Regions from separate parts of the Cricetulus griseus genome. Here region 1 is linked to region 2. Evidence: chromatin contacts called from public Micro-C data. All regions are on one chromosome and are shown on one strand. The core of a region is the stretch at or near the end of the contact, and the rest is flanking DNA. Distances in the headings are between cores, read along the strand shown.

What was found. A called contact is a pair of places that touch in the nucleus more often than the background predicts.
Region 1: a Micro-C map of the CHO-K1 cell line shows a contact between it and region 2, with 4 times the contacts expected there. The contact joins the enhancer-like site here to the promoter of Pls3 in region 2. A contact is called at or near these places in 3 of 8 Hi-C or Micro-C datasets (the CHO-K1 cell line and fibroblasts).

The regions. Positions count from the first base shown.
Region 1 is chrX:33,707,254-33,710,616 of CriGri-PICRH-1.0, forward strand. No RefSeq gene overlaps it. Among named protein-coding and RNA genes, the nearest start is that of Lrch2, 160 kb to the right of the region's middle. Within about 2 kb of position 1,823, at least 1 of the 6 cell types and tissues checked has open chromatin away from gene starts, as enhancers often do. A contact at or near this core is called in the CHO-K1 cell line, where this site is marked.
Region 2 is chrX:33,500,445-33,503,892 of CriGri-PICRH-1.0, forward strand. Pls3 (plastin 3) reads right to left here and starts at 2,065. Exons shown (of 16, transcript NM_001246802.1): 1 at 2,023-2,065.

The DNA.
Region 1 (3,363 bases), core at 573-3,072, 210 kb after region 2:
AAGGACTAGCCCAGGACGTATCCTTTGTAGCTAGAGAGTATTGATACTTCAATGATTAGAAAGCATAGTTCGTATTTCAAACCCCATTTCAAAGGAAATCTTACTCAAAAGGTGAATACATACATACATAGAAATAAAACTTAGCTCTTCATGTTTAAGCAAAATGTGTGTGCCCATTTTTCTAGAGTCTGTTTTTTACTCTCATAGCATCTCCGAAATATCCTGCTCAAAACTCAGCTTCCCACAGAAACTCGGCTTGAAAATCTTTTCTGTTTTGTAGTCTACACCCTCATAGACAGATGGGCCCGGGTCCCAGAGAATGATATCAATTCGCCTTCTGCCACCCTCCTTACACAGGGAGAACTGGGAATAGAAAGTACACACTGCGCGCACACAGTCTGGTGATCTATCATTTCTGTGTAATAGTAATTTCAGTTGAGAAGTATTATGTTGAACATAAAGTGTCTAGATACTTTGGATTCATGGATTATGATGTGAAGGGTACTAGTCTAGGCCTTCTGACTTCTGAAATTGTGTCCTTCATGTTGTAAAAGCACATGCCATCCTGTCTTTTACACAGTAGCTGATGAATACATGCCAATTCTTTTCTAACCTTACTGTAAATAAATATTTTAAGTCAGGGAAGTAAAGGAACCCAAAAGAGGAAACTAAACACTTGGCCATAGAATCACAACAGATGGAGAGGCAAACATGGAGTTACTATTCCTACTCATAATTACCTCCCCAATTTTCCACTCTTCTTAGCATCGCCCCCCCCCACCCAAATCATCCAGTTGGATCTTCAAGTCAATGTACAGCTGGCTATGTTCCAACCCCAGGACTCCATCCAAAACTACACCCACACAAGCCATGTGTCTGCTCCCTCCTGGATGTTATTAAAGGAGCTGTTGATGATCCAAACAGAATGGGGAAAATGGTGTTGAGGAAGAAGACTGTATGCCTGGATCCACTTGGTGGAGGCACAATTTGCCTGTCTGCAGAAATTGACTCTGATGAAAGAGAGAATGCTGCCTCCTGTCTTCTCAGGATACAGTCTGTAACAAAGCTGCGTTTGAGTTGCACTTTCTCTGGTCCAAAGCACTTTTGCAGATGCTATCACTTGTGATCCTTAGAAGAATCTTCTGAAGTTCCAGAGTCAAGGTTCACTTAGTTTACACTGCAGCCTAGTATATGCCCGGCTGTGTGCTAAACAAGGTGAATGCCTCATCCTCCCGGCTCAACCTATTGTCTCTTTCTTTCTCCCAGAGCATAGCCTTCCTCCTTCCTGATTCTATGTCTGTGTATGTGTTGTGTTTCTATGCGTGACTGAGTACATGTGCCCGTGTGGAGGCCAGAAATTGCATTAGGCATCTCCCTCAATAATTCGTCACCTTATTATTTTGAGATGAAATCTCTCACTGGTTGGTCAAGATATGCCCAGGACCTTCTGTTCTCCACCTCCCAGGCCTAGCATTGCAGGTGCACCCAGTACCAAAAATCCCTGGCTTTCTGCATAGTTTCTAGGAGTTGAATACTGTTCCTCATGTTTGAATGGCCAAGCACCTTACCTACTGAACTATCTCCCCAGCTCCCCTGATCATACTCTTCACGGGACTTTATCACAATCCAATCCAATGGCAGATTTATTTATTTGTCGTCTGGCTCTTCTGTTTGCACTGTAAGCTTTGAGAGATTGAAGATTCCAGAGTCTGGTAAAGGGAAACAGACAGGCACACCCAGAAACATAATAAACTAGTGTGGATGCCTCAGCAGAAGTCTGTTTAGAGCAGGGGCCTTAACAACAGAAGGAAGAAATTCTCTTGCTATGTGTCAGAAAGAGGCTCCCTGTGGGGGTTAATCTGAGCTGATTCATGAAGCTCATATGAGGACAATGCTCCCGAAAAGAGGAAAAGAGAAAACAAGAGACAGTAGCATGGAGGAATGGAACAACAGGCTGCCTTCTGGACAATGGGTATTTGGGACATTTCTTGAATGTGTACGATTAGAGTGTGTGAATTACTGAGGGAGGAATTTGAAGTAAACAACTAGTCTGGGCATGGTGTATGGTTCACACCTGGAAATCCAGCCTTTGGGAAAGTGTCAGGAGGATCTCTGAGAATTTGAGGCCAGCCAGGGCAAAATAGTGAGTTCCAGGCTAGCCTGGGATATAGTGTGAGACACTATCTTCAGAAGAACAAAAGAGGAATGGGATTCCCAGAAGGACTTTGAATGTTGTGCTCTTCAATGGAAAGCTCACTCCTTTCACAATGAGAGGCTCCAATGCTGGAAAATGTCCATTACAGTGAAAATAATCACCGGCTACTACTAATAATTTCAGTATTTTGTATAGTTTTCTGTGTTTTCAAATCTTTTATTATAGAAGCATCCATATATGAAAAAGTAGGAAGAATGCTATGATGAGCTTAGGTATAGTCATTATTTGGCTTCGACGACTATCTGTGCATGCCAGTTAGTCTCCTGTTCTGTTATTCTCTACTTTCTGTTATTAATTTTGTTGTTGTTGGCCTTGGGCATCTGGCTTAGAGCTTAATGCATGCTGCATTGCTGAGTTTCACCACCATCCCTATTTTCTGTTGATAGTTACGGTAACATAGAGACTGGGTAAGTTAAGACAGGAGGCTCAGTTTGGCTGCTGGTTGTGGTCTAAGGTTGAAACTTCATAGCTGGTGACAGTCTTCCTTCTTTGCACCTGTAATTAGTGATGCCACGATGTAGATTGTAGTTAGGGTCTTGCAAATGACAGGCAGATGCTCTGGCATGAACTATAAATCCAGGTTAATTTGTTCATCTGTCCTTCTGTCCTTCTTTTCATTCTCTAAAGAAAAAACAATTTAACAGCGTGGTAGTGGCACATGCGTTTAGTCCTAGCACTCAGGAGGCAGGCAGATCTCTGAGACTGAGGTCAGCCTGGTCTATGGAGTGAATTCCAGGACAGTCAGGGCTACAGGGAGAAAGCCTGTCTCAAAAAACAAAAACAAAAGAGAAAAACTATTTGTTTCAATTTGAGTTGGACTTGCTAAATGGTCTGGGCATTCTGTGAACTTGTGATCCTCCTGCCTCAGCTTCCTGGGTAGTGGGTACTGTAGGTCTGTATCATCAGCCTTCTTGCTAGTAGACTTCCAAGGCAGTATGAGACCTAAACTCATTAGTCCAGGAATGAATTAATCTATGCAAGCGGTAGAGTCCTGAGCACCTCTTAAAGGGACTGCCTTGTCCTACCTCGAACTATCAACAACAGCCATTAAATCTCAACATGTTTCCAAAGGACTACATTCCCAATCATCTGTGACTGTATTACAACAAGGAAAGCTATCCTCCCAGACTTAGTGAAATAAAGCAAAG
Region 2 (3,448 bases), core at 815-3,314:
CTTTATGTTTTTTAAAACTGTCTTGTGGGTTATGGTTTCAAAACAAGTATTTAGGGATGAAATGGGACATGATTTAAAGGTTAGCTTTCTTAGAAGATGACATAAAATATTTTTAAAATATAGAAAAGCCTTCTAGAATTGTAGGCAGACAGGAAACTGTCATGGCACAAATATATTTCAAGCTTTTTTTCTTAAAACAGCTCCTCTTTTGATTTTTAACATATTTTCTTTAATTTTTATTTTGTTTAAAATCACAGTAACAAATCCCTTACTGTTTCCCTCATGCAAATCCAAGAAATCCCTTCAGTGGAAGCCGACACACATGGCTCTCTCCCCCTTTTTGTCTTGGTATTTTGGAGAATATGGGCCTCAGCCATTGCATTCCAGTTTTAAAGTTGAAAGAGGTCATGTGACCATTACCCTAGGGGCATCAGAGACTTAAGGCATGTGGTGCCAATCGGCATGTGTAGGACCTCGGCCATTAAGTTGCAATTCACAGTAAACTGCATCTCAGAGATCAATTTTAGGTTCTCAAACACAGTGATATTGAAATGGAGTAAAAGCTGACTGTTTAGTAGGTTTTAACTTCACCTTTATCTTCCAACTACTGTGGCCACCCAATACCCCTAACAGGAAGGGCAATGCCAGCATCCCTCAGGTCTGGTACTACATAGCTAGGCACCCCAATTCATATTCAAGCTAGTCAGGCACCACTGGGGTAGTTAACACAGCTCAAGTGAAAAGCAATTAAGTCTCCAGGATGGAAAGTGTCAGCCAGTCTAGAGCTAGGGCCTGGAGCCAGGCGGAGATTCAGAACCGCCAGCACTTGACCGACGAGCACAGCGGCAGCAGCAACTTTGGGACTGGCGACCCGCCAGGGCGGGGGTAGTCTGTGTCCCCAGGCCTCTCATTAGGTCGCTAAAGTAAGGCGGGTGGAGAAAAGTAAACACAGGCAAATGCAGCTGTGCCCCGGAATGGGGTTCCAGCCACCCTGTTTGCTCAGCCTCCCAGGGATCCCGAGCGGTCCCCAGTGCCACAGCCCGCCTGGAGAGCTCGGGAGCTCTGGGTTACAGAGCCTGAGCAGTTAGGACAGGAGCGGACCGCCAGCGTGTGGCTAGGAGAGAGAACCGAAAGGTACCTCTGGGCTAGCCTGGAGAGGTTCTGCTATGGATAACACACACACACACACACACACACACACACACACACACACACACACGCACACACACACACACACACACACACACACACACACACCACACACACACACACACACACACACACACACACACACACACACACACACACACACACACACACACACACACACCACAAAACTGCTTACTCATAGGGAGACGCGGGCACGGTCCCGAAGCTCAGGGTAAAGGATCTGGAGGGGAACAGGCAGACGGTGGCCAGCCGAGGCCAGGTTCCTTCCCAGGGCCACTACACCCGCTCGGCGTCCCGCCCCTCAAGGAGCCACGGGGTCCTCAGGAACCCTCTGGGTCACCCTCAGCGGTGACTGGGAACTAGCTGGAGGCGACGTAGGCTGCGGGCTCCGGGATTTCCCAGCGGCTGAGAAGGAAGCAGGGAGGGATGGATTGGGGAATGGCAGTAGCTGGGAGAGGAAGGCAGAGGGAAGTTAGGCACAGGGCTTCCACTTCTGGGGCAGTCGCTGCCTTAGGGAATCTGGGTAAAGGTTGGCTTCGGACCGAGGACGCCTGCAGTGGGCAACAAGTTAAGAGCAACTAGAGAGCAGGCACAGTAAATAGCAGAAAAAGTGAAGGCAGCTGGCGGCGATAAGGAACCCTTTGGAGCTGCCACCCATCCTGGTGGCGAAAGATCGTCCTGGAGCCTCAGACCCCAGATGAAATTTTCCTCGGTCTCCCGCTTTCCCCAACCCCCGCCCCCTGGTGCAAGGCGTGTTCCTTCTGAGGTTTCAGGAGATGCTCTCTCCAGGACCCACTCTTGCCCACGCCCAGGAAACCCGCTCCGCTTGTACCAGAGCTGCAAAGCACTTACATAAAGTCGCAGAGTCGAGAGTCGTGGATCTGGCTCTACAGCTCTCCACCAAACACTCAGACAACTTCTGGCCCTAGGAATCTCCGCAGCTGTGGTTCTAAAGCCAGCGCTCCCTCCCCTCCTGCCAGCCCCCTCCGCCCTGCGGCCACAGCCATTGGCTAGGCTGGTGTTCACCAGCGGCCTGGGAACCAGGAAGGGGATTGGGCCATTAGCTTGTCACATCAACTGGGCTGGGAGCTGAGAGAACAGGCACAGGGATGGGCACTCAGGAGGGATGGGAACTGGGAACGGGAACTCTGTGTTTGCAAGCCTGATTCTCCACTCCCTACCTGGTGTTAGAAGTTACTTTGAGTGCCTGACTTGGAATACATGTTTTAGAAAACAATACTGAAATAACTGCAAAGCGGGGAATATGGGAACGTGTTTGAACGTCACTTATTTAAGTCAGCTATGGGAGAGAAGGCGCAGTTTTTCTCTTCATTAGGAAGGTATAGTACTGCATTTTGCTCTGTTCAGACCTGGCGCCAAAGGACTTTGAGGGGGAATCTCAAGCTACTGTCCCTTTGTTTTTGCTTGATATGTTTTGAGAGAAGGTCACACTATGTAGCCGAGGCTGGCCTCAAATTGGTGATCCCCTGGCTCAACCCCCTAGCACTGGGATAACCTCCTAGAGCCACCACGCCCATTTCACCCTAGTCAGGGCAAGTCTCATGTATATTTGGCTCCAGCCAAATAAATTGTTGGCCTAAATTACCTGTCTGGTAGCTTTGTCCTTGAGGAGTAAGAGGTAGGTGAAAGACAGAAGGGTTGGAAGAATCACTTGGTTGGACAGCAAGAGTTACCAGGTCTCCTCAGTGTCCTGTGCCCTGAGAAAACCTGGAGACATGCGGGTCATTTCATCTTCTCCTATGCTCACAGTTCTGCCTCCTTGTCATTGTCAACACACATTTGCCCCCAATATCTGTATTCCAATCCACTGGCTCATCCTAGGTCCAAACATCAGCCCGGAGGCCCAAAGGCCAAGGTGTCTCCCGGAATCGTGTCTAAATCAGTTTGTAGGAGAAGAGTAGAAAGAACTCTTGAGTACTTCTCTGTTCATCACCATTCCAGTCCTAAGTATTTTTGTCGTTGTTGTTCAGGAAGAGTGTGCTTGGGAAGTTTGGTAAAAAATTAAAATTGGCTCAGTTACGTTCTGTGTTACATATTCCAGGGAAGAATTTGAAAATAGAGAAGCTTAAAAATTGGATGCATGTGCCAGACGGCTTAGTGGGTAAAGGCACTTGCCAAACCTGTCCACCTGAGTTCCGCCCCTGAACCCAAATGGTGGAAGGAGAGAACTGCTCTCTAACTTCTATTCATGCTCACACACACACACAAACACGCACACACACACAATCACACACGCACATACACATACAAACACACA